5 separate regions of the Mus musculus genome follow, and regions 2, 3, 4 and 5 are each linked to region 1. A link is a contact called in public HiChIP or PLAC-seq and promoter capture Hi-C data. All regions are on one chromosome and are shown on one strand. The core of a region is the stretch at or near the end of the contact, and the rest is flanking DNA. Distances in the headings are between cores, read along the strand shown. Region 1 holds the start of Atp5mpl (ATP synthase membrane subunit 6.8PL). Region 2 holds the start of Cdca4 (cell division cycle associated 4). Region 3 holds the start of Traf3 (TNF receptor-associated factor 3). Region 4 holds the start of Adssl1 (adenylosuccinate synthetase like 1). Region 5 has its middle 17 kb from the start of Gm40584.

Evidence for each region. Promoter capture Hi-C pulls out the DNA fragments that hold promoters and counts their contacts. HiChIP or PLAC-seq counts read pairs in DNA pulled down with a chosen protein or histone mark.
Region 2: a promoter capture Hi-C map of liver shows a contact between it and region 1, with 2.1 times the contacts expected there. The contact joins the promoter of Cdca4 here to the promoter of Atp5mpl in region 1. A contact is called at or near these places in 2 of 39 promoter capture datasets (both in liver).
Region 3: a contact with region 1 is called in a promoter capture Hi-C map of pre-B cells, with 4 times the contacts expected there. The contact joins the promoter of Traf3 here to the promoter of Atp5mpl in region 1. A contact is called at or near these places in 1 of 39 promoter capture datasets (pre-B cells) and 1 of 115 datasets of contacts at active chromatin or transcription factors (pancreatic cancer cells).
Region 4: a promoter capture Hi-C map of pre-B cells shows a contact between it and region 1, with 4 times the contacts expected there. The contact joins the promoter of Adssl1 here to the promoter of Atp5mpl in region 1. A contact is called at or near these places in 12 of 39 promoter capture datasets (the 3T3-L1 cell line, the C10 cell line, the SN4741 cell line and 6 more), 1 of 484 Hi-C or Micro-C datasets (embryonic fibroblasts), 2 of 115 datasets of contacts at active chromatin or transcription factors (embryonic stem cells and pancreatic cancer cells) and 3 of 9 other capture datasets (adipose tissue, embryonic stem cells and macrophages).
Region 5: a contact with region 1 is called in an H3K4me3 HiChIP or PLAC-seq map of stem cell-derived neural progenitor cells, with 3 times the contacts expected there. The contact joins the enhancer-like site here to the promoter of Atp5mpl in region 1. A contact is called at or near these places in 8 of 39 promoter capture datasets (the C10 cell line, the HPC-7 cell line, cranial neural crest and 4 more), 2 of 484 Hi-C or Micro-C datasets (cortical neurons and embryonic stem cells) and 3 of 115 datasets of contacts at active chromatin or transcription factors (embryonic stem cells, large pre-B cells and stem cell-derived neural progenitor cells).

Annotation. Positions count from the first base shown.
Region 1 is chr12:111,964,862-111,970,035 of GRCm38.p6, forward strand. Atp5mpl (ATP synthase membrane subunit 6.8PL) reads right to left here and starts at 2,148. Exons shown (of 4, transcript NM_027360.3): 1 at 2,063-2,148.
Region 2 is chr12:112,827,589-112,832,762 of GRCm38.p6, forward strand. Cdca4 (cell division cycle associated 4) reads right to left here and starts at 1,933. Exons shown (of 2, transcript NM_001359234.1): 1 at 1,718-1,933. Gm52009 (apical junction component 1 homolog) reads left to right here and starts at 1,113. Exons shown (of 2, transcript XM_030247054.1): 1 at 1,113-1,122; 2 at 1,420-2,688. The coding sequence starts at 1,113. The coding sequence ends at 2,204.
Region 3 is chr12:111,163,280-111,168,453 of GRCm38.p6, forward strand. It overlaps Traf3 (TNF receptor-associated factor 3), which reads left to right and starts at 3,091. Exons shown (of 12, transcript NM_011632.3): 1 at 3,091-3,323. The region is part of intron 2 of 4930595D18Rik (RIKEN cDNA 4930595D18 gene); the gene reads right to left.
Region 4 is chr12:112,618,045-112,623,218 of GRCm38.p6, forward strand. Adssl1 (adenylosuccinate synthetase like 1) reads left to right here and starts at 2,003. Exons shown (of 13, transcript NM_007421.2): 1 at 2,003-2,266. The coding sequence starts at 2,075.
Region 5 is chr12:112,549,817-112,554,990 of GRCm38.p6, forward strand. No RefSeq gene overlaps it. Among named protein-coding and RNA genes, the nearest start is that of Gm40584, 17 kb to the left of the region's middle. Within about 2 kb of position 2,130, at least 77 of the 459 cell types and tissues checked have an H3K27ac peak or open chromatin away from gene starts, as enhancers often do. A contact at or near this core is called in stem cell-derived neural progenitor cells, where this site is marked.

The DNA.
Region 1 (5,174 bases), core at 898-3,397:
CTTAATTCCTCCCTATTATGTGCACCTGAATGTTCTAGTTGGATTGTTCTGCTTCAGAGCATTAGAAGGCAGCCTCTGGAAAGCGTGAAGGAACCCAAGTCACTGAGTAGGTGGAGTGGAATCTTTGTGGCACAGGCAAGGACTGAGAGAGTACTGTAGGGGACCAATGGGTTAGAACCCTTGGGATCCAGCTCTGTTCTTGACTTTAGGAATTCTCTAAACCTCCTTTGTCAGATCTCTTCATCAATCATGGACCTCCTACTTGCTCGACAGACTCTTAAAAAATAAAGGACCCTAGCTGGGAGGTGGCAGCACAAGCCTTTAATCCCAGCCAACCAGCACTCTGTAAGTTCAAAGCCAGCCTGGTCTACATGATAGCCAGGGCTACATAGATAGCCAGGGCTACACAGCAAGAACCTGTCTCAAAAGACAAAAACAAAGATATCCCCCACCCCGTCCCCAAACAACAATGAATGGATCCAGAATGGCACGTGGTGCACAGTGAGCACTCAGGAAATGATCAAATCAATAGCAAGGAATTGCTACAAAAACCCAATAGAAAGCAGCAAGTCCCAGGCCACTGGGATTCTAAGAAAGTACTTAAAGAGGTTTCATCTCATAGGCTGTGCAGAAGTGTTGAGCTGTATCAAGACTGGTATGATATCAGCGATTGACTTTAATCCTAGCATTTGGAAGGTAGAGGCAGGGGGATCTTTCTCAATTCAAGGCCAGCCTGGTTTATCTACAAACGGAGTTCCAGGATGGTCAGGGCACAGAGAAAACTTGTCTTGACCTCCCACACCCTGAAAAAGAATGTGGTGTCACAGGAGGGTCTGGAAGGAAAAGGTAAACAGAGGATGTGGAGGGACTTCAGTGGTCTTGGTGTTCTCCTCAGCATCGAGGCATCCTGGCACTGTGTCCTTATTCTAAACTGCCATGAGTCCCGACACAGTGAAGGCCTGCTATCCAGTACATTTACACCCCACCCCCACCCCTTTGTCTCTTGCTCCTGGACTTCCATTTTGGTCAGTTTGGTTGTATTTGACTACACAAGTGACATGTTCCCTGTACTCAGTGTGGCCTCTACTCTTCCCACCTAAGTTTCTCTGGCTAACCATATTTCCCAGTTGTTAGTTTTACAATACCAGATTCAATAAAAGATCATCCTACTCGAAGGTCAAATGGCTGTCTACTGAGACTGCCTATGCCTGCAGAGTTTGTGAAAGTGACAGTAACAGCAAGCTATTACCTGGCAGCACACTGTAAAGAGGGGAACATGTCTGAGGTTTATAATGTGGTTTCATACATTTTCAAACATCGGCCTTGCCAAAACCTAACTTGGAAGAAACCTGTGGAATAATGGAAAGAAGGCACTGGCTTTGAAGTGATGTTTCTTGGCACGGATTTTTAGCTGCATCCCTCCCTGAGTAACTTGAGTAGGTAACAAGATGCTCACAGTTGATGGTGGCATGCCCCTTTGCCAGAGCCTATAGTTACACAGGTTCATCCAAGTGTCAGCACAAGGACACAGTCCATGCTGAGTGGACCTCCACTAGAATCTAGCTCCTGGACAACTTCTGTGAGGATGATACTAGGGCCCCTGGCCCTCCAAGTCTTGAGGAGTAATCCCTCTTTCGCATAGAAATTGATGTCTGAGCAAAGTCTTATCTGTCCAAGGGACTGACAACCACCCCTCCCCTCATACAATCAGGAAGACTAACTCCAGAAACACCTTCGCAGTGTGGAGGACTGAACGCCGTGCACATCCCTGCCCTCGGCGTGATGGAGTCCCGGACACTCTTGGGGGACTCTTGGGGATCTGGAGGACTGACCCCGGACACCCCCGCAGTCTGGATGACTCAGCCGGGCACTCTCTCCGTCACAGTCGCGGGGAACCCGGTGGACCCTCCCTGTAGTAGGCGGCGCAGGGGCTGACCCAAGGTCAGCGTGTATCGCAGAGTCCTTCGCCCGCGATCTACCTGGGCCCCACCGCACCCGGTCCCGGACCCTCCTTAGTCCCCCGGGTTGGGAACACAGCAAAAAGCCCAGGTTCCGCTCTTACCTCCGCGGGACCAAGACCACAGGCAACACCAAATTCTGCTACAGAATGGGAAAGGTCACAGAGCACGCAGGCGCCGCGCAGGGCCTGCTGGGAAAGCGGAAGGAGCGGAGACACCAGACGCCGGCTGCCCGGCCTTCCGCGCCTGCGCACCACAGCGCCCCCAGTGGTCGCCCGGGTGTTACAAGCTTCGGAAGGGATTAGTCCAAACCAGGAGGAGCTGGGAGAAGCCTACTGTGTTTCTAGGTGTCATAAAACTGACCAGATTTCCCAGGGTTTGTGGGTTTCCAGGAACAGAGGACTTTCAGTGCTGAAACCAGGACAGTAGATAATCCGGACAAATTGTCCTTAAGTAAATAAGTAAATAAAGCCCCTTTTACATGGTTTATGGCTTTAATCCTAGCCCTCAGGAGGCAGAAGCAGCAGGATAAATGTGACTTTCAGGCCAGCCTGAAAACCTAAACCAAAATTCGCGTGTGTTGGTGCATACCTTTAGTCCCAGCACTCAGGAGGCAGAGGCAGGAAGATCGCTGAGAGTTCAAGCCTAGTCTATTTTTTTTAGTGAGTTCCAGGACAGCCAGAGCTACACAGTGAGAACCTGTCTAAAAAAAAAGAAAAAACAAAAACAAAAACAACCAATCAGACCAAAGGCCAGACATAGTGGCTCGGGTCTTTCATCCCAGCGTTTAAGGGGCAGAGGCACAGGGTGGAGGGTGGAGCGTGGGGCTGTGGGTCTATTGAGTTTGATAGCCTGGGCTACTTAGTGAGACTCTCACACTCCCTCCTCCTCCCCTCTCCCCTCCAACAAACAATAAGAGCAAAGGAAATAAAGCAACAGTGACAAGGGGAAACCCTCTTTACTTGAATTTTTTTTTTTTTTGAGATAGGTCTTTCTGTAACTTGTTATGTAGCCCAGGCTGGCCTCACACTCAGGGATTTGCCTGCCTCTGCCTCCTGTCTTCTTGGATTAAAGGCCTGCACCACTATGCCAGGCTTTTGGCATTTCTTGCCATTTCCCCCTGTATTGCTACAAAAATTTTTGCTCTAATATTTGATTAAGCAGCCATGCTGTGCATAGTAATTATCATTAAAATTGTTGTAAAGCGTTGCAGAGACTTCTGCAGGAACGCTAGGGACTGGACCTAAGGTTTTATGTTTTAAATAAGCATGCTAGCTGGGTGTGTCGTGATATAATCCTAGCACTTGGACAGTAGAGGAAGATGATTAGGGTTTTAAGAGCATCCTGAAACCCTGGTTTGGTTTTTAGAAAACAAAACCAAAACAAATGAACAAAAATTGTTATTGCTTTTTTTTTTAGTTTTTTTTTAAGTTTTTTTTTTTATGTGTATGAGTGTTTTGCTCACATCTATGTCTGTGTACCAAGTATGTGCCTGTTCGCTCTCAGAAGTTAGAAGGCATTGGATACCCTGTAACCAGCATTATGGATGTTTGTGTTCTATCACACTGGTGCTGGGATTTGAACCTGGGTCCTTTGGAAGAGCAACAAATGCCCTGAGTCACTAAGGCATCTCTTCAGCCTCAGACTTCTGTTTAAGAAATGACTGACATCTGAACAGAAACTGAACAAAAGAAAGCCACCTATTGGGTTAAAACAAATTAGGCATGTATAGCCATTACCCAAGCAGAACACAGAAGAGCTAGTCAGGAACCCAGACAAGCAAGGGAAGACAAAGGTGTCGCACACACAGAAGGAGCCCAGTCCCCTCGGCCCAGAGCAGCTAGCGCTTTCCTCCTCCCTCCTTTTCTCTTTACTTTTTTTTCCCTTAACAAATATTATTACGTGGATGAGAGTGGGGAACAATCCCCAGTGCCATGGGGCCCATGTGGAGGTCCGGGGAGCGAAGCTGTCAGGCATCTTTACCCACTGAACTGTCTTGATAACACCACTTTATTGCTTTAGTTTAAAATCACTATTATTTTATGCATACGTGTTTTGCCTGTGTCTAAGTATGGCTTCAAACTCATGACAATTCTCCTGCCTCAGTCTCTAGTGCTAGAATTACAAGAGTGGGCCACTTTATCCAGCTTTTTCCTCTCATGGTGCTGAAACCATAGGTGGGTACCTAGAACAAGATATAAACTCTACAACTGAGCTTTACCCTCCATCATACAGCTAACTGGGTCTAAGAAATCAATGAGGAATAGGGTAGAAATATTTGAAGAGCTAATAGCTGACTGAGAATTTTGTAAAAGGAATATTAAAAAAAAACAAAAACAAAAACAAAAAGGCTCCAAAACATCTTAGTGGAATCAAGCAGACAGAGAAATGAAAGTCTGGAAGTCACGTGACAAAACTAGAGCTGAGGGCTGGGGCTGCAGATCAGTGGAAGGGCGCTTGCTTAGCGTGTGTGAGGGTCCTGGGTTCCAGACCCAGCACTGCCAAACAACAAAACCCTAACACCTAATGATGATGTTAAATGACTGTTCCTCAGGATTCTCCTTATAGGAAAATTAGCATTTAGTAAAGGTGAAGTACAGTTTTGAACAAGTTGAGAATAAAGGAATAATTACTAACAGAGCATCTGCAGGCTTAGTGATTTCTAAGGCCTCTGAGGACCAAAACTTTTCACCACAATAGTAACATTTGCCTTTTCTTGCTAGAATTCTCTCATGTGCACAATGGAATTTTCCAGAGGCTGTGGGACTTGTGATGTCATATAGTGTTAACACAGAGACAGAAAAGATGTTGTCTTCTATTCAGTTAGACACTAAGGGACTGGTGAAGATTTCTAAGTGTCACTCTGGGACTGGAGAGATGACTCAGCAGTTAAGAGCAGCGGTTGTTCTACCAGAGTACCAGAGTATGGTTCCCAGCACCCATGTTAGGCAGTTCACAGCTGCCCTTATCTCCAGCTCCAGGAGGGATCTATTGTCCTCTCCTGGCCCCTATGGGCACTGCACTCACACGTACCATACACCCATACATACCTGTAAGTAAAAATATAAAATTGTAATTTATGAAAAAATTTATATGAAATATAAAATTTTAAGTGTTTCTCTTACACACGAGGCTCTTGGAAAATACAGTGATTTTTCATAAAACAATAATGCCTGACATCAAGTGAGTTTTTAATTGCTAGTTTAAGTTATCAAT
Region 2 (5,174 bases), core at 683-3,182, 860 kb after region 1:
CCCTGCTAAGTTCTGTATAAATTACGTTCCACATCTCACACCTATTTCCAGATGGCCAGAATCGCTTTCCAAGTCTAGGTAAATGTCTGACATTCCTTCAGTCCAAAGCTAAGTCAAGGCACAATGGTGCCCTCCAATTTTCCCCACCCAAGCACTGGCTGAACAACAAGAGCCAGGCATTCTGGGGGCTCAGATAGTGTTGAGGCCGGTGGACAGTAAAGTGGAAGTGAGTGCTAACTACCCTACAACAACCTGAGGTAAAGAGACGGCCCAGGACTCCACAACCATCATATCTTGGAGCCGTCCTACCTCAGTGACCATGTGGGAGCAGCTTCCTGGGCTCTGACCATCCACTAGAGTCTTGGTTTTACCTGTGCAGATCTATGACAACCCAGGCTTGGATTGTAACCGCAAGCAAGCATTCATCTGGATGTTGGATTTTTTTAAGGAGAACCACAAGTTAATGGTTTCCAAGTTGGGCATGGTGGCAGACTTGGGAAGCAGAGAGAAGGAGAGTAAGGTTGTTTCTGGTTGCACTGTGAGTCTGAGGCCAACCTGGCCTGCAGGAAACCCTGTCTCAAAAACAAAACGAAAATCACAACTGTGTTAAAATACTTCCTCAAAGAGCAACTGGGGCGAGGGACTAGTTGGAAAAATCCTGGGGCCAGTGAACTTGATGGTCCTTTGATGGAGTTTATTGTCCCACTACGTCTGCTTCAGACTTTGTATCAGTGACCCTTGGAAGGATGTGGGGCTTTCTTATGCCTGCCTGCCTGCCTTCCTTTTAAGACTAGCACCTCTAAAATGGGGAGATTTCTGAATGCATTAGGTTGATGAGACAAACGACTATGCTTGCAGAAAACGTTTCCCAGAATCGTTTAGATCAGTGTCCAGCTCAGCTCTGCCATCTCGTATGTCAGATACAAAGGCCACCAGGAGGAAATACGCGGGTGCTGTACGTCTGTTTCAAGTGCTGGAAGAAGTCCCTTCCCTGGTGACCCTACCTAGGGGAGAAAAACTTTAGAAAAGGTTTCTGGAGGCTTTTTCTAGTTACAATTGGCCTCAGGACAGGCTAGCAAAGACAGAGCCCGGGTTCCGGCCAAGTTCCACCGATGCCAGGCAGTACCTACTAGGCCATAAATGATGAGTTTGGAAGGAAGTGGGGTCTACTGCAGTAGGGGAAGGGCAGGCAACACAAGACACTTCTCAAGGGAATGAAAATCCAAGAAACAAAGAAAAGAGCGCAAGGCCAACACTCACCAGGCGGGCGGCTGCACGGAGCCCACCCAGCCCTCCCGGAATCGGGAATCGGTCCCTGGCCAGCAGACAGACGGTTGGGGCTCGGCGCTGCTAAAAGCCAGGGAAGGTCCAGTCCCCCGAAACTGCGCACAGCAAGCGGCGGCCAGCTCGAAAGGTGAGGTGGAAGACCGACGCGGGGTGAACCAAAGAAGAGGGGACCGCGGAGAAAGGCAAGGCCACGGGAGGAAGAGAGAGCGGAAGCAGGGGAGCGTGGGCGGAGGGCGGGACGGCCAGCTCAGACCCGCCGCTCCGGCTCTCGGTATGTGTCACTCAACACGCCGCGGCGTCGTGAGCGCCGAAGGGCGGCCGGCGCAGGAAGCCCGAGGACCCTGAGGCCGCCCGACCGCCCCGGGGGTGCTCTGCGCCGACGCCGCCCATGCCGCAGAAGCTCGAAGGCGCAAACCAGCTACACACTTACCGGCGCCGCAAGGCAGACCCCGCCACTCCTTCGGGCACCCGGATCGGTCAGCGCCCACAAAGGGTCGCCATGGCGCCGCCGCACGAGCGCCGATTGGTGGCGTGCGGGGTGGAGCTTTGTTCAAACCCACGCAAGGCGGAGCCTCGCCGGCCGCGTCTCCCGCGCTTCGGCCTCAGCCGTTAGGCTCGCGCGCTGGGCCGCCCCGCCCCCGTTCCCAAGTCTCCCCGCGCCCCGCCCCGCCCCCGATCCCTTGTTTGTCGACGGCTCGACCCGTTCCCAGGGTTCCGCGCGCTCCGCTCCCAGGGTTCCGCGCGCCTGGCCACCGCCCCAGTTCCCAGGTCTCCTTGCGCCTGGCCCCGCCCCCAGGGTGCTTGCCGCGCCCCCTCGCGCCGGTGCCCGAGTCTCCTTCGTTATCCTGGCCCTCCTGACTCACAGCGGGGCGGTTAATGCCAGCCCTGGGCATGGCCGATGTCTACACCTTCTCTGAGACATAGAAGGGTTGAACGAGGCTCGGTGGTGGCATCCCTGAACAGGTCCTGGTTCGAGTTCCAACTGAGAAAAATTAAAATATAAGGTCCTGGTAGTGCACAAGATCTTAACGAGGACACCAAGTCCGGACGGCGTTGGTTGGGGGATGGAGTGAGGTGGGAAGGTGAGTGGATGCAGAATGTTCAGTGGGGATGCCACATTAGCACAGGGAGCAAGCTCGTTTGCTGGAAAAGACTGGAAACTCCTTCCGACCGGGACTTCTAATGAATGAGCGTTCGAGAGAAAAACCGGTGCCATAAGAGAAAGTATACGGCATACACATCACATCGTGTCTTTGTGGCTTCGTGGTTCACCTAAGCTCACTAATGCATTCCCATTCCTGGGCATACTTGCCCTTTATTTGATGGAAAGGCATGCCATCAAACTTTGACCTGGATACTAGCATGGTTTTTCTTTTGAATTACTATTATTTTTGGATTTACTTATCTGTGTGTGTCATTGTTTTGTCTGCATGTATGACTGTATTTCATGTTCGAGCCTACAAGTGATTGTGGGCTTCAGTGTGGGTGCTAACAACCTTATCAGGTCCTTTGTCAGAACAGCAAGTATTCTTAATCCCTGAGTGTCTTGAGTAAGCTAACGTGTAGTTAGTATAACAAGTAGTGTAACAAAAGTTATGTTTCATTATGCTGAGGGTCATTCACACTCTCAATTCCTATGTGGTCCTAAGCCTGTCTCCCCAACACTGCTCACCTGTCTAGGTATCTTAGCTGAAGGTCAGGTCCAGGCTCTAACATAAGTCTCTGATCCTGGAAGGTTCAGGATCCTAGGGAGACTCTCCAGCTGCAGGGCAAATCAGGGTGGCTTCTCTCCAGATGTGCAGGACAGAGCATTGTTCTTGGTCTCTGCTTACATACTGTCCAGTAGATATGGGGTACTAGGACTGTGTCTGACTATCTTGAGTGAGCGATGTCACTGGGTTCTGGTTGCCAGGTGCAGCCTTGGGTGTAGTGGGGTTCCTGACTACGCTATTTTTACATGTGGGTCCTAGGGATCTTAGGTTCGAGGCTTGGTGCTAAACTCCTGCTGAACCCCCTCAGCTCCATTTTCATTTCTTTCATCTCCTTTTTGGGTACTGGCTAAAAGCCTAAGGCACAGTTTCCCTGAGACACAGTTTTCCTGAGGTTCTGTGCTTTCTGGTTTTTTTTTTTTTTTTTTTTTTTTTTACCTCCTTGCCCGACTTAAAAGACAGTTTTCTCATCTCCTCTTGGAGGCCACAGGTTTTTCAGCTTGTTTATCCTGTCTTTTTTTTTTCCCCTCTAAGTTTAATAAAATTGTTTATGACCTTCTTTCTGAAACAGTTTTAAATTATTTTATTAGTAAGGCTAAGAATCCAAAGGAAACTGTACTAGTCAGGTTCTCTAGAATCACAGAACTTATGGGTTGCCTCTCTACATTGAGGGAATTTATTGTAATGACTTACTGTTTGCAGTCCAGCTAACCCAACAATGGGCATCTGTGAATGGGAAGTCCATGAGGGTAGTTGTTTCATCTGGTTTTCTGTGTAAGCTGGAATCCTGAATATGCAGATTCTAACAGATGTGCTGGCAAGTAAGTGCAAGCAGGTGAGGGAGAGTGAGCCTTCCTCCTTCCAACTTCCTTACATCGTCCTCCAGCCGACGTGGCCCAGAGGTGTGTACCACCATGCCTGGATTTGGAATTTGCTCTGTCCCGGACTGTCCTTGAACTCAGAGATGTGCTTGCCTTCATCTCCTGGGATTAAAAGTGTGTACTACCTTGCATGGGCCTAAGCTACTTGTGACCACTATGCCTCCAGATCTGAATCCAAAGAGAGTGTCATGCTGTGATGGTTTGTATATGCTTGGCCCAGGGAGTGGCACTATCAGAAGATGTGGCCCTGTTGGAGTGGGTGTGTCACTGTGGGTTTGGGCTATAAGACCCTCATCTGAGCTGCCTGGAAGTCAGTTTTCCACTAGCGGCCTTCAGAACTCTCAGCTCCTCCTGCGCCATGCCTGCCTGGATGCTGCCATGCTCCCACCTTAATGATAATGGATTGAACCTCTGAACTTGTAAGCCAGCCCCAATTAAATGTCCTTATAAGAGTTGCCTTGGTCATAGTGTCTGTTCACAGCAGTAAATCCCTAACTAAGATGCATGCCATGTCAAGATCCAGGTCAGAAGTCTGTGTCTTCAGCCTCAAGATCTGGATCACAGGTGTGTCCTCCGTTTCTGGATTGTAGTTCATTCCAGATGTAATCAAGGTGACAACCAGGAGTAGCCGTCACAGAAACCTTAGTTGACCTGACACCTAAATGACATCAGGGCAAGAGAGGAGTCTGCATTTGGTAGGGCCTCACAGAGAGCATGGCTGGAAAGGCCCTGCTGCTTCAAGAGCTCGCCACAGCCAGCTCTCAGAAGGATTTCTAGGCTCTGTGAGAGATTTGGCTTTCCTCTCACGGGGATGCAGACTACAGAGGAAGAGCAGGATCTCAGGTGCTTGCAAATGTCCATACCGAAGCCTGAGGAGCTCTGCCCATCTTAATGTATGCTCGCTGCAGAAAGGTTTCAGGGGTCCTAGGGAGGGAGTGCACACCCAAAGGTGTGTGTGTGCTGTTCAAAGAGTCCTACATGAACATCTTAACAGCTGTACTATTGGCGGTGTGGTGGTTTGAATAGGGTTGATTCCCATAGACTCATGTGTTTGAATGCTTGGCCCACAGGGAGTGGCACTATTAGGAGGTGTGGCCTTGTTAAAGAAGGTTTGCAACTGTGGGGGTTGGCTTTGGAAACTTCTGTGCTTAAGCCCGGCCCAGTGTGGGATTCCAGTCCCCCCCTGGCGGCCTTCAGATCAAGATGTAGAATTATAAGAACCTTCAGCACCAAGTCTCCCTGCACTCTGCCATGCTTCCTGCCACGATGATAATGGACTACACCTCTGAAACTGTAA
Region 3 (5,174 bases), core at 1,841-4,340, 800 kb before region 1:
CTTTGATAGTGTGACTCTTCTGTGCAGGAGTCCACTGAGGGACAGGACTGGGCAGGAACGGGACGCAGTGTCACCTCAAAGCTGGGACCCTTCTACCATCATCAGCATCTTTTAGTCAAAAGATGTTGTATTGGACTTGTGGCCACGAATCTCCAGTAAGTTTAGACATCATGATCAGCATTTAAAAAATAAAAATAAAAATAGATAAAAATAAAATTGGGAGCTGAGCTGGCTTAGTGGTGAAGGCACTCGATTCCGATCCTTTTGACTTGAATTTGATTGCCAGGTCTTACATGGTAGAAGAAAAGGATAGACTCTTGTGAATTGTTCTTTAACTTCCACAAGTGTGCCCCACCTCAAATAAAAATAACTAAAAGTATAATAAAAATAAGTAATAGAAGCTACATAGTGAGCGTGAGGCCAGCCTTGGTTACAGAAGACAGAGAGAGAGAGAGAGAGAGAGAGAGAGAGAGAGAGAACTCCAGAGAGACCCAAGCTTGCTAGGGAGCAGTGGAATTTGCCTGTAATCCTAGCATTTGGGAAGGTGAGAATTTCAAGTTTGAGGCTCTCTTGGTCTACATAGTGGAACCCTGTATTAAAATTAATAGCTAGATAGGGCCAGCAAGCTGGCTCAGTAGGTGTGGATGCTTGCTGTGAAGCCGGGCAATCTGAGTTTGATCCCAGTGACCCACAAGGCAGAGGGAGGTAACTGACTTTTGTCCTCTGACCGCCACACTTAATCATGATGTGTGTTCCCATATGCACAGTGTACACACACACACACACACACACACACACACACACTGGATACATAAGTAACTAAAATCATTTAAACATTAACAAGTAGACCAGAATAATCAGAGCACATTACATGTTTGGGATTAAGTATTGATGAATATGTGGGTGTGTATCACATATTCAACAGGTTTGAAAGCTACTTGCTGAGAAGTCTTACTGAAACTATAATTTTGCTGTGTGTCTCTCCTTTGCTAGTATTTAATGTTTTAGTGAGCGAAATGTCAGCTCACTTCAGCACACATCTGCCCTGCAGGGGCAGGTGGCTTCTGCTCCTGGAGCTGTCATTTGAGGCACTGGGAGGGGCCTGATGACACCTGTTCACAGGCCTGAAGCCCCCGACACCATGCGACGAATACTTTTCCTCTTAGCACAACAGATGGGAGCGGCTTTCTGGACAGTTGCATTTCGGTGAGTCATCACGAGACCTGCATGCATCCTAAAATGCAGCAAACTGAGCATGAGAGGCCACATAAATTCCTGAGAGAAATTTCTTTGTCCAGAAACAGTGTCGGCGTGTTGTTCAGCGTTGCCATAGGGAACAGCCAGCTTTGCTTTTGAAATGCCCAGAGCAGAGCCCTCTGATTGGTTCTCCGTACTGCTCATCACTTCTGCCCAGCAACTGGCGCTGCGGTGGCCAGAAACCCGCCCCCAAAGCCCTGGCTCTGATGGGGCAAACTTCTTTATGCTGCCCTCTGTGTTTCCCCAAAACAGGGGGTCTGGAGCTGCTAAATGGGAGAAGAAGGGCTCGGGGTGGGGGAGCAGCAGCTGGTCTCACCCGTAGAGAGCTCCACGCGGCTGGACTCTACCCACTCATTCTGAAGAAGGCTTACTAGTGCTTTGGCAGAGAATAAAAGGAGCCACGCAGCCATAGGAAGCCCCACGCACAGGTCTTTGTACCTTCTGCCTGGTGGCTTATTTGAAAAGAGTCCAAATAGTGCAGCCTAGAGAAGGAAGCCTTTCTGGATTTGGGCAGTTTTCCTTGTGCCGTGAAAGGCGTGTGAGAAAGGTGCCCTGGACAGGGCTGGGGTCGAACAGTAGAGGTCTGAGAACACGGTTAAAGAAGGCAGGGGCACTCTGAGCATTCCGGGCCATTAAAGACACCCACGAGGGGAAAGGGGCTAATAGTGAGCTCCAGGGTCCTCATAGATGGGACTGTCGTTCTAGCACTGTTGCCTTGGGGAACCCTGGATCTGACCTGACTCTGAACTCAGAACTGTGGCCTGTGGCCCAGATGAGGGCGCCACTGGCCTAGCTGAGCCTGGCTAGCAAGGCCTATGTGGGCTCTCGAACAGGCACCTGTTGGGCTACTGCATTCAGAGATGTCCTGTCAGACTATCCAGGCTTCTAGAACATTCCATGAGGTAAGCTGGACAGAAGATGCTGGACTTCCTGCGCAGCCTGGTCACACTGGTCTCCGTTCCAGCCTAGGATCCGACAAACTTTATTGAGAAGGGATGTGTGAGCTTCCAGATGACTTGGAAACAATCATGGCCTCTTTGCTCAAGTGTCTGAACTTTGTAAGGATAGACCCCCATTTGCTCCCATCTTGCCATGGCAGTAGGGACATCTGGTGGGGCCCTGTGACCATGAGACAGCAAGATGAAGCTGCTGGAGAAATGGGTGTCCCTGGCTTAGAGAAGTACCCAGGACAAATTGGCCACCCTGTCCACACAGGGCAGATCCACTTCGGGTGGGTATGTAGGGAGCCGAGGAGGACTCTGCTAAACCCCTAGAGCTGGGTCAGATGGTACCAGACCCGCCTGTGAGCATACGAGGGGCATGTGTGAGGGTGGCATGGCTGTGTGCTAATGTGGACTGTGAGACCTGCCCGCCTGCCTGTGAACTCTGTCGGTGAAGATGTGTGTTCTTGGACAGGAGACACTAGGAACGAACTCTGCACGCGTGTCAATGGGCGCCCGCGAGTGAGTGTCTTCTACAGGTGCAAGGACCTGAGTGCCCGAGTAGGCGAGACTGTTGGGCCGCCCGTCGAGGTGGCAAGGCGAGGAACCTTCCTTGCTTCCCCTCCGCTCGACTGGCTTTTTGACCCGGAAAGACCGGGACGCGGGCGGGGCGCGAGGGCGCGCGCGCGCGCGCGGAGGGGCCAGGGCCCTGAGGGCCTGGGGCGCGCGCCGCCGTTGCTAAGGCCGGCGGCGAGCGCGGGGCCGAGGGTCCCTAGCAACGGGCGCGGGCGCGCGCCAGCCGAAGGGGATGAGGGGGGGGGCGGGGAGGCGCGCGCGGGCGGCGGGGGCGGGCGCGCTGGGGCGCGCGCCCAGGCGGCCCGCGGGGATTTCCAGCGCGCGAGAGGAAGTGCCAGCGCGAGGGTGCGTGAGGCGGCGCGGCCGGCGGCCGCCGCGTGCGCGAGCCGGGTTGCAGCCCAGCAGGGACTTTCCAGCCGGCGGCGGCGGCGGCGGCCGCCGGCCCTTCCCCGCCCCCCGACATGGGGCTGCCCGGGGAGCTGGACGCTGCAGAAGGCGGCGGAGGATGCGCGCGGCGCCCCTGAGCCGGCCGAACGGGCGGGCCTCGGGGTAAGGTCGCGGGCCGGGGGCGGCGGGCGGCGGGGCGGCGGGCGGCTCCATCCCGGCGGCGGCCCCGGGCCCGGCGGGTCCTTCGCTGCCAGGCCCGGCCGCCTCACCGTCTGCGGTGCGGCCCGCCCGCCGCCCCAACTTTGGAAACTTTGTGTGTGCGGCCAGCTCCGGGCCCGAGGCGCCGGCGCTCCGGGCAGACGGGGCAGGCAGGCCTCGAGCCCTGGGTGCCCGCCCCGAGGGGTGCCGAGCCGTCAGCATCTCCGAGGCCCGGGGCTTTGGCGCGGTGCGGAGCGGCGGAGACAGGGTGCCCGCATAGATGAGCGTGCTCGCCCTGGCTGGTGGAGGTGGGTTTTTGAGCCATTATTTAAAAGTTTATACTGAGTCATTGCTCTGCAGATGAATGACTGATTCATAGTCGGAGAGCTGCAGAGAGGCTGGAAGGCAGGCGGTTCTGGGATCCAGCTGGGGCCGAATGCACACCTTCCACCTTCGATTAACACCAAAGGTCAGAGTGGGCTCCCCACGGGCGAGCCATTAAAACGATCCTTGCCGCGGGGCTTGCAGGTTTTGGAGGCGCCAGGCTATGGCTCATGTACGTTTCGCCACGTTTCTACACTGTCATCACCACCGGTTGGGGACCCGGGTATCAGGATTAGACCTTTAGAGAGAATTCTGCGTGGACAATTCTTTACCTTTAATTTAAAACGGCAACAACATGCAAATGGGTGAAGTGTTGTGGACGTGCTCTGAAATCGAAGAAGCATTCAGATTAATGATCGGTTGAAGGAACTGATTTTATTTTCACGGCTTTTGTACTGAGCTTTGACTCAGTTTTGAGAATGAAATAGAAGGGTGTGTGTGTGTGTTACGTACACACATTTGTAAGTATGCTCTTTTTTTGTGGAGTCTTAAAGGGTTTATCGAGTGTTGTATTGTCATCTTAATTTACATTCACAGCATACAACTGAAGAGGAGCCATAATTTTTTTTTTTTTGGTAGCATTTCTGTGACTAGATACACAAGTGAAATCTTTAGAAATGCTGTTTTGTATTGTGTGTAAAATGCTTATATGTAGAAATTGTTCAGGGGAACCCTCAGTCAGCTCTTAAAACCTTCTGGTGTTTTTCAGATCTTGGAAAATGGCCTGTTGAAAATACTGCATCATTGTAGGGTGTTTAGCAAAATAGTGTACAGCCATCCTTTACTTAAAGGAGAGGAAATGTTTCCCTTTTCGCCATATTGTGACATCTTATATATTAAGAACTAGTCTGAAGGTGAAAATTCTTTGGCCAGAGCAAATTGAAAACTGGGAAATTTATCACAGGAGTCAGAAAACCCTGTGTGTAGGGTCTGGTGATACATCCTGGCAGACCTTGGGGTCCAGCCTCACTGTTTGAAATCAGACCTTATCAGGGACAAGGTTTAAGATGTAAGGTGTCTCACCCAGACACCATCTGTTCCAGCTGTCACAATGCAGAAGTCGGGGAATCAAAAATCTGGCCAGGGAGAATTCCAGCATTTTTTAAACAAGACATTCATGTGAATTTTTCTGTGAGGGAAAAGAAAACCAATTTTTTTTTTTTTGGATGCTATCCATTCTTTTTGGAATTAATAAGATGGCCTCAGTGAGGAGGCTGCAGAGACATTCCGTTGGAAACAGGCAGTAGCAGCAGTCTGTTTCTGCTGCTCTTGCTGGTGCTTTGAAGAAAGTCCTTCATTTACCTGGGATCTAGGAACGGATGCTTGCTCTCCCTGTGTCTGAGATTTCTCTCTAAACACTTTTGCTAGGATCCCTTAGAATCAGTGTGAATGAGGAAGGACTTTCTGGGGTATTGTCAGGATACATATGCT
Region 4 (5,174 bases), core at 753-3,252, 650 kb after region 1:
CTATGAAGCCCCTGGAACCTCCTTGCAAAGGCTCATGGGTGCCAGATCATGTGCATTGTCTGTGTGGCGGTGTCTCTTGATAACCCAGAGGGAACCATAGGTGGCGCTGTGCCTGCGTGCCCTCCCTCTAAGCCTATGCAAAGCTTAGCAGAAGTCACTTGTCTGAGGTCACACAGCTGCAAAGCCAGACTCCCCCCAAACTTAGCAGCTGCTACACTGCCCACCATCCCGGGCTGGGCTCACTGAGGGGGTGGGGGTGCTAATTCCGGCTGAGCCTTGTGACTGGCAGGGTCCCAGCTGTTGAGCCTGAGTGAAGCTGTTTTTAGAAAAGCCCTCCCCGTTCTATGTGGGCCCTTGGCTATTTATAGTCTCAGGCTTAGAAGCCTCAGTGCCCAGGACCCGTCTAAGCCCCCATAGTAGGTCCCTCTGAACCCTAAATACCTCTCACCAAGAACCCCTGGTTCCCCCCAGGAAAGGGAGCCAGGATTCCTTTCAGGCTTGCAGCAACACCTCCCAAGGGGACAAGGGCAAGCATTAAAGTGACCTGACCAAAGTGACATTCAACACTGGCATTCTTAAAGCATAATCTTTCTCACCTGGAGAAAAAGTTCATTGACCTGTGTAACATTCTGCCAGCCTCTCTCCTCCCTCAGTCCTCAGAAGCTGCTGTGCCCCCTACCCTTCCTCCTGTGACAACCCCCCCCATATTCTCCTGTTTACCCCTTGTCTCCGTTCCTGCATCAGCCTTCTCTGCCTGCTTTGCCTTCTGAGCACACCTTCCTGAAAGACCTTATCAGGGATTTCTGCCTGTCCCAGCCACTGCTCAGGAGATCTTGGCCTGAACCACTAACTCTAGATGCCACGTCTACTCGCTTGCCCCCTCCCCACTGTGGCACTGAGTGAGGTAGAGAAGGATATTGTAATCTGCACACAAAGACTGTAAGGCTCTTCTAAGAAGTAGTGTCCAGATCCGAGGCCCTGACTGCTTCAGCCATAGCAACTGAAGAGAGTGTCTATGTCCCTATGTGAAACAGAAGACACAGACCACCATGACCTGCACAGCCAGGGAGGGTAGCAGCAGTGTGGCTGAGGCTGACTGGGAATAGCCTCTCTTCCCCAAGCTGGGGGAGGGGGGGTGTCAGTCCCCCAGAGGGTGTGTCTAGTCTCACTGGTCTTGTGACAGTCCTGCGAACTGCCCCCAGGACAACTAGGAGCCTGACTGCTCTGTGAACCTGTCCCAGGGGTCAGTTAGCACACCCTGGAAGGACACGCACCAGTGGGGGGCTGGGGGGAGCATGCCACACAGGCCTCCCAGCCTCAGGACTTTCCCTTGTCCCTGTTTCCAGTCTGGACTGAGTGGCAGAAACCATCGACCCCGAGGTCTCTTGGAAAGTTGAATCCTCCTCTGCTCCTGTGTCCCTCAAGTTGCTCTGACCCCGAGCGGATGTGGGTACTTCATCTTACACTTGGCGCTGGGCTAGTAGCTAGCTACAGCCACCCAAGAGCTGCATATCCTGGGCCAGCAGGGGTGACTATGTGGCCTGGTGGAGAGAGATCGTCTTAGTTAAGGTGACTTTCTGGGCGGCTCTCAGGAGAACCGTTCCTGGTCCTGGACTCGAGGTTCAAGACGGGAAAACAGGTGATCCCGCAGGCAGATCCTCCAGATTAACGGCAAAGAAACATCTGTGGTTCTGCTTTTGTTAACCGCTCTCTTGCCCCGGAAAAAGCAGCCTCCTCCGCTGTTTGTGCAACCCCAAACCCTAGTCCTAGCAGGCCAGTGGGCAGGGGTAGAGTCCGGGTCGTGCAGCACTGGCACCTCTCACGTCCTAGGGTGTTCTGAGTCATCTGCTTGCCCAAGTCGTGTCGGGGCGTCTAGCACCCTAAGTGCGCGCCATCTGCAGCGACAGCGGCAGGGACAGGGAGCTGTGGCCGCAGGTCACCGAGGTGCGTCACCGCGTGCGCAGGACCCGCCCCCGGCCCGCCCCCCTCTCTAGGCGTCCGCATTTAATGGAGCGAGAGCTCTGGCGGCGGCGGGCTCTCGCTTGGCCCAGAGCAGCAGAGGAGCTAAGCCAGCATGTCCGGGACCCGAGCCTCCAACGACCGGCCCCCCGGCACAGGCGGAGTCAAGAGGGGGCGGCTGCAGCAGGAGGCGGCGGCGACAGGCTCCCGCGTGACCGTGGTGCTGGGCGCGCAGTGGGGGGACGAGGGCAAAGGCAAGGTGGTGGACCTGCTGGCCACGGACGCCGACATCGTCAGTCGCTGCCAGGTGCGGGCCAGGCGCCGAGTCCCTCCCTAACCTGCCCAGCGAGCCTCTCCCCTTCCCCGGGATCCGGACGAACCCCTTCCTCCTGTGCCCTGAGTGGGTCACAGCCTTTTGGATTCCTCCCTCCCAGGAGTACCTTCCCCACTGCCTAAGTCCTCCTTCCCACACACACCCTCTCACACAAAGCTCTTGGCCTCCCACCACCCACCCACCTCCTCCCCAGGGCAATGGCAGGAGCCCGAGCTAAAAATATAAGTCGCTGAGTTGAGGACATGGGATCCTCAGGGGTAGGGCGTTCCAGGGCGGTGATGGTGGGCCCTCCAGTGGGGAAAGCCCCAACGGGGTGGGTCGAGGTACCCTAAGATGCAGCAAAGGGTGAGAGCTGCTTTCTGAGAAGGGGGGTGTCCTCGGCGAGTCAGCCAGGCAGAGACAGGATGAAGATAGGTTTCTAACCTAGAGGAACGCAGGGTCAGGAGCCTAAAGCAGAGTTCAAAGGGGTCTGGCTGACATGGAGAAAGGAGGAGTCACAGATTTCCCGGGCAGGGTGTGACCCGGTGGCTGGTAGTGCTCAGAGAAGGCCAGAGACAGTCTTTGTGCCCTTGGCCAGCTGCAAAGTGCTCTGAGCACCCACATTTGTTCTGACTGACTCTGGACAGCGGGTGGGTACTCTCCTAGGGCTAGCTGCCTGCTCTCCTTAAGTCTCTGTGGTGTTGAGCTGCAGCTAACAGCCACACTGCCTCTGCGGTGCCATCCTCAGCACAGAGGGCTCGGTTTGAGGGAAGATACTCTGTGATACTGGGTTTGGAGCCACACTTATGGCTGCTGACCCAAATGAAGGTGGGAACACCTGCTGGAGTTCTGTCTCCCTGGTTCTGTGGCTTTCTTGCTGAGTTCCCGAGGACTCCTAGGAGGCCTCCGGAGGCATAGCTTGGTTCCCTGGGCCACATTTGCCCAGCTGGGGATGAGGATTTCTGGAAACTCTCTTAAGAATGAGGAGCTACCCTGCTCTCTCACCCTGTTCACCCCTCTCCCTTGAAGTCTCTAGGTCCTAAGGACAGACCTTGGGCCTCCTAAGCCCTACACCTTGCATGCATTGTCCAGCTATGTGTATGTAACTGGGATTTACTCCCAGCGGTCTGGAGTCCTGCTCTCCAGCGACCCAGCACCAAAGCCCCCACCCTTCCTCAGAGCCGTTTGCTCCTGTGGCGCCTACAGTCTTTCCACACAACTTGCTGGGTTTGGTCAGCACTGTCAGGGGTGAGCCTCGATGGTCCCAGGCTCCGTCTCCTTCTGCGGACACAGTTCTGGGTGAAGATGAGCTATCCCTGCTCTATGCCCAAGTCACCATGACAGATCCAGATCCCCATTTCTTGACAGGACATTCAAGGATCAGCACAGGGTCACAGTCACCCACTCAGAGGGGCTATCTCTCCCACCACCTGACCTCCCCAGCAGACCCAAACAGGTGTTCCCCTGAGGAATATGAGAATAGAGACATGTTTCTCTTCCAGTCTCTCGTGAACTAGCAAGTCAGGAGCCTCCCACAGAGCTCCTCTACAGGTTGGGAAACTGAGGCTCAGAAAAGTTGAAGAACCAAACTAACTGTTCCTTTGAGTCCCTTGAAGCCTTTATCATAAGCCAAGAGACCTGTCCTCTTTCCCCCCACTTCATGGACAAGGCAGAAGAGTCAGCCTTCCATCAAGCCCTCTGGAAATCAACTCCAGTCCTTTCCCTGAGTGCCCAGCCCCTGAGTCATTGCAAGCACTTGGTGACTACTCTGGTTTCCTGCACTTGTCCTTCCCCTTGGCGGGGACCTCTTTGCTTGCCTGTGGCCTCCCATATCTTCCCTGATCTTATGTGCCTATGGCCAGCCCTGTGTGATCAGAGGCTGGCAGGGTGGGGGGCTAGGTAAGTTGCCTCTGGCTTTGAATGGGTGCACGAACCAAATGAAGGCTCCAGAGGCCAAGCCCAAAGCCGTGCCAAAGGGCTGGCAAACACAAGAATGCAAATCAAGTGTCCCCCCTCTCCCCCAGTAAGTTCGCTACCTAAAAATGCTGTATAGCCAGCTAGGCTACCCGTTCCTTGGGCTTCTGGAGGGTGAGCTGTCCTACCACCTAACCCTTTGAGCCAATGGAGCCATCCTCCAGATCTGGCTTCCACACTTTTCCATGTCCACAGACACTTGTTGCTGGTCTCCACTACCCTGGGCTCTGACTCTGCCCAGCCCTGCCAGGTACCCTCATTTCTTGCTTTGCTACCTTGATTAATAGAGGGTGTATGGGTCAGAATGTAATGCTGAGTCCCTAGGAGCACCCCCAGCCAGCATCTCTGGCCTGGAGTCCAGCCTGCATTCTTCTTTCTCCCGGTGTCCCTGCTCTGATTCGGTCCATGCCCCACCCCTCCTGACACACAGTCAGTCTTCCTCTACCCTGCATCTCTGAGGCTGCTGGGGGCTGCATTGTCTTCCTCTCTGGTTCCTCTACTAAATCCACTCCTCACTCACCTCCAGGCAAGTCTTCCTGACCTCCTGCTCAGGGTCTCTCTTCCTCTCCCTTGGAGCCCCAGGCACCTCTGCCGAGGCTTCCACTTTCTGAGTCCTCCATGTTTCCTCCTCGGCCGCCTGACTGTCCAGCTGTGTCCAGATGTTCCTTCAGATGGGTCTGACGTACCTGTTACCTGAAGGGCATGCTGGCCACTATCTTCTCATGCATTCCATTGCTACTCTAGGCTCTCCCTTCTATGCCCACAGTAATCTTTCTCTGGGGCTGCTGTCGAGCTGAGCCTTGTGGAAGAGCTGGCCCCCAGGCAGTAGTAAATAGCCAGGGCTGTGACCACAAGGCTTCTCTAGTAGAGTGGCAAGTGGCACACTTAGAGCTGAGGTTCCATGCTGGGACCCTCCATGCAGTCTGCA
Region 5 (5,174 bases), core at 880-3,379, 580 kb after region 1:
AGAGAAAAGAAAGGAAATATGACCCTGTAGTAGGAGGCCGGCCTGTGGCCTACATGAATTCCTGGAAGGCAGGCTGCGGCTGAAAGAGAAACTAGACAGCGAGAAAAGAATGATGAGGCCAAGACAAATTTTTCTCTGATCAAGGAAGGCCTGCGAGTTTACTAAGAGACTGTGCTTAAAAGGGGGAAGGCCCATGCACACCCACTACCCCCACACACCCCCACACACTCTACACCCCTGCCAGTCCATCCTTGGTGCTTTGTAGCCATGCTGTCAGCACTTGGTCGCCAGGCTGTTGCTTATTCAGGAATGTCTCAGGAAGACAGGTTCAGCCCCTCTCGGCAGGTAGCAGAAGAGCAGGGCAGTTGTCACTTCAAAAAGAGCCAACCAAGTCCGAAAGCTGCACCACACATGGCCCCACCTCAGTGGCGACAAGGTCTGCATCAGCCTGCTTCAGGCTGGGGAAGGCTACATGACCCAAACTAATTTTAGTGGTACGTAAACCCAGGGCCTGTCTCTTTCTGTCTCCATCTCCTTGGTTGTCCCTGCATTTTCTGGGTATTCATAAGGAATAGTTTTGCTTCTAAATTCTTCTTTTTTTTTTTCTTTTGATTTCCACAACCCCTCCCTCCTCTCCTCCCAGTCCCACCCTCCCATCCCACTTCTCCCACCTCCCCTTCTCCTCAGAGGATGGGGGCCCCTCTCCCTGCAACCCACCCTGGCACATCAAATCTCTCCAGGACTAAGCACACCCTCTCCCACTGAGGCCAGACAAGGCAGCCTAGCGAGGGGAAAGGGTTCCAAAGGCAGGCAAGACAGTCCGAGTCTGAATTCTAAACCAACAGGAATGGGCTTCAAATCCTAAGAATCAACCTCCAGCTTCATAGGCCAAGCACTCAGGCCTTCTCCTGCCCTCCAGGGGATCTCACACTTGTAAAAGCCGGGGACAGGTTGGCCTGGGCCAGACAATAGGACCAGCCTCTGAGACCTCTGTAGTATTCACCTTCTTGTGACTTTTCCCACATCATTTTATCAGGAAAAATTTCAAACACAGCGAAGTTGAAAGACTTGCACAGTGGATATGCCTACCCACCTTCTCTTATAAACACCAGTGACCTGGATCTGCCCCATCTGCCCTGCCCACAAGCAACCCGCCCCAGAGCCATCTTGCTTTGCAATACCTTTCAAGTCAAGTTGCAGAGGACATCTGCCACCCACCCCTCCATGCCTATCCCAGTAAGCAAACCACAGATGGTTCCATTCCATTCTGTCTTCTCTCCCCCTCCCTCCCTCTCCTTCCCCCTGCTCATTCCCTTCCCCCAGATTTTCAGACAGGATCTCTTCCTGTTACCCTAGGTGAACTGAAACTTCACTACATAGACCCTCAAACTCACACAAAAATCTCCCTGCCTCTTCCTCCAGAGTGCTGGGATTAAAACTTCCGATAAAAAAGACATCTGTATTAGTAAAACACACCCCTGGTCTGCCTGTGAGGGTGTTTGCAGAGAGAACCAGATGTTAGGGGAAATCTGTGGCTTGATCCATCGAGGGACTCAAATTGTTACTTGTCTGTTGGGAAGAGTTGGATTGTGGAAGGGTGGGGCATGGTCAGAAGAAAGGGGTTGCCATGAAGGCTTGCCCTTAAGGTCTCTCCTGACCCTGGCTCCTTCCTGTCTCTCTGCTTCCTGGGTGCCATGATGGGAGTGGCTTTCTCCCACGGCACCCTTCCTGCTTTGTGTTCTGCCTCTCCACAGAGAGGCATAAAAACAGTAGGGCTGGAGACCCCGAGTTGAAACCTCTGACGTTGAGATCAAGTCCGGTTAAACTGTTTCTCTTGAGTTCTTGTCACGAAAGGGGAGCACGTGGGCAGCACAGCAGCAAACTGGGGTCCCGCTTCGCTTTGCATCTCTACTCAGCTTTTGCCGCAGAATTTTGTACTAATTTGATAAACTTTATGCTTGAGATGTGTGCGTGCGTGTGCTATGGTTGGGAGAGACTCTGTCCCAATTATGAGCCCACTTTTGTGTTTAAATGGTGTGAACACTAAGCAACTTTGTTCTTACAAACAAGTCCACGGAGACAAAGGGAGCTTTGTCACAGCGATTCCCAAACACACAGAGCTCCATTATCAGAAAGAATGGAAGTGGTCAGCTGACAGGCAAGGCTGTGGGCCACTGAAGCCTCTGCTTCTGTCTGCAGAGGGCTTTGTTTTATCCCTCCCCGCTCCTCACCCCCCAGCCCCCGGTGCACTGTCAGAGGTTACACTGCAGGTGGGAATCCCGGTGCAAGAGTCAGAGGGGAAGATAGAAGAGGAAAATCTAGACAGCTCAAGTCAGCCTTAGGCCTTGAAAACCGCCACCTAGTGGTCGCCAACAAAGGAGAGTGATACCACATATCGCCACCAGAGAGCGCTGTGCCACCAAAAGCACAAGGGCAGCGAGGGCACCCCTCTTTCTTGTCTACCCAACCCAATCTGCTGGAGTGCCTACACCAGAATTCTCCTCCTGGTTAGTCTCATCTGCTCTACGCTGTAGCAAAACCGCTGGATCTGGGTACCGGGTGGCGTCAGGATACCAGGAAATTCTGCCCTGGTGATATTTTCCTTAGTCAGGCTGGAACCCAAGTCTGTAAAAAGGACCCAGGATGAGGGGGCGCTGAACCCAGGCTCCTCCTCCTGAACACGATGAGCCTGTGTCCCTGCTCCAAATGATGACCACTGTCTGAAAGGGAAGTGAGAAAGCCAGGGGTAGCTCAATAACAACGTAGTTACCAAGAATCCACAAAGCAACAGGTTCCATCCCTAGCAACAAGAAGAAAAAAAAAAGTGAGGGAGCTTCAGGGTCCACAGCCCTCCCCTAACACTGGTCACACCCAAAGCAAACCCGGTAGGAGCAAGGCCATGTAGGAGCTGTGTGCCCAGCTGCTGTGGGTGAGGCTGGGCCTTGCAGGTGTTGTGAGCTCAGTAGACAGTAGATGCTGGTACTGGGGGCCTTGAGCAGAACAGGCTCCTTTCCCTGACGTTCAGAGAGACTGGAGCTTCAGGCAGGGCCCAGGTCACCTCCCCGGGCTTCAATCTGCCCATCTGCTGGGCGGGACTGTTGGTGGCTGACTCAGAAAAGTGAGCTGTCTGAGTGGCTAGGAATCCTCAAGGTGCCTGCATAGATCTGGTGCTCCAAATACAGGACACTCCTTCCTGTTCCCCAAGTTCAGGACATCATCCAGGAGGCTCTGGGTTCCATTTGTTGTAGCATCGATAAGGTCACTCCTTGATGGCTACCGTCTGACCAGGCTGAGTCCTCAGCCCAGCTTGCAGCTCTCGGCTGTGTCAGCTCCAGCTGTGGGAAGGAGGGCCCCACTCAGAGAATGGTCAATCTTGCCCTGAGAACTTGGCTGGAACTAACCAGACCTCCCTCCAGCCACTGGTTAAGCTTCTGGCTGCTCGTTAAGCTCTCTGCTCCTTCCTCCCTGGCCTAGGTAGAAACCAGCAAGGAAGTGACCTCAGTGGGTGTTTTCCTCAGAGGTACTCACTGTGAAGTCCCAATATGGACATGGGAACCAGGGGCTTTGTGACTTGAGGGGTAGAGGGTCTCTGAGTACCATCGGGGATTGAAGAGACTAATATGAGTCAGGACCAGGGATGTCCCGACCTGATTTGGGTGACCAGGCATAGCTCAGGAGAAAGGACCCTATACTTGGGTATAAAGAGTACTTGCAGGGCCCCAGTTCACCCAAGAGACAGTTCTGAGCCTCCAGGACCTCAGCTCCAGCCAGCCTTCGTACTTACACTGGGCAGCTCCGAGACAGTGGTATCTGTCAGTACAGATGAAGACCACAGGACTCTGGGAAGGGCTATGGTAGGCTATGGTAGGCTGGTGGGGTGGGCCCAGCTTCTCTCAACTCTGGCCCTTATTATGTATGACGTTCAAGAGCCCTGGGAGAGGCCAGAATAGTCCTGCTCAGGAGCAGCAGGCCCCGTGTGAGGGGCAGAGAAAGCAGGACTTAGCACCTCTGACAAGCCAGTTAGGCTTCACTCTTTCCTAATGGTCTGTGGCCTTGGGTCCCACAGTAACTTTATGCTTAGCATGTGGAGGAGCCCTGGCTGGCTGAGCCCCAGTCACTAGCAGAGGGGGGTGGAGGGACTCAGGGTCTCCCATCCTCTTTAACATCTGCTTCAGTCCAGCCTTCCTGTGGGATGTGTGGTATCCATATCTCGTCATGACTTTGATTTTTTTTCTCTCCCAGTATGGTGAACATCTCTCTCTTCATGGGCTTGGGCCATTCATGCATCCTTTTTGAGAAAAAAAAAATGCCTCTCCCCTACCATTTTTCTCTTAAACCCCTTTCTCCTTATTTTCTGCTGATGCGATCTTCCATCTCATCCTTCTCTTCCTCCTGTTCCTTCTTTTTGAAATGGGGTCTCACTTATAGCCCAGACTCACCTAAAAATCATTGTGTGTCCCAGGCTCGCACCTCCTGCCTCAAGCCGTCTGAATGCTGGGATTCCAGGTACAAGCCACCCACTAGGCTCCTTCACACTTGAATTTATGTTTATATTTACATGCTTTTCTGTGTGGGGGTGTTTTTTCATGTATGTGAATATGTGCATCACATGCATGCCTGGTGTTCGTAGAGGTCAGAAAAGGGCCCTGGATCTCCCGGATCTGGAGTTACATACATTCATGATCTATCACATGAGTTCTGGGAACTAAACCCCAGTCCTCTGCAAGAGCCGTACGTGCTCTAAACTGCTGAGCGGTCTCTCTGGTCCTTAAAGCTTCCTGAAATGCTTTCTGTCTATTGTGTATGTATTGATTTGTGTGGGAGGGTACACCTGAGGAGGTCAGAGAATAACCCACCGGAGTCAAACCTCTCCATCCACCTTTGGATCTCAGGGATCGAATTGACATTTAAGCTTGGTGGAAACACCTTTTACCCACTGAGCGGTCTGAACAGCCCTTATTTTCTTAACATAATGTATTTTTACTATATTCACTCCCCCTTATTTTTCTAACATGTATATAATGTAGTTTTGCTATATTCAGCCCCCAATGCCCTTTCTGATTCCCATCCCACTCCCACTCCCTCGGGATCCCTTTAACGAGTCAGAGCCCTCCTACACGGGCGACCCCTTTTTATGACAGAGTTTAATTAGTGTTGCTTGCAGGAGTGTGGGT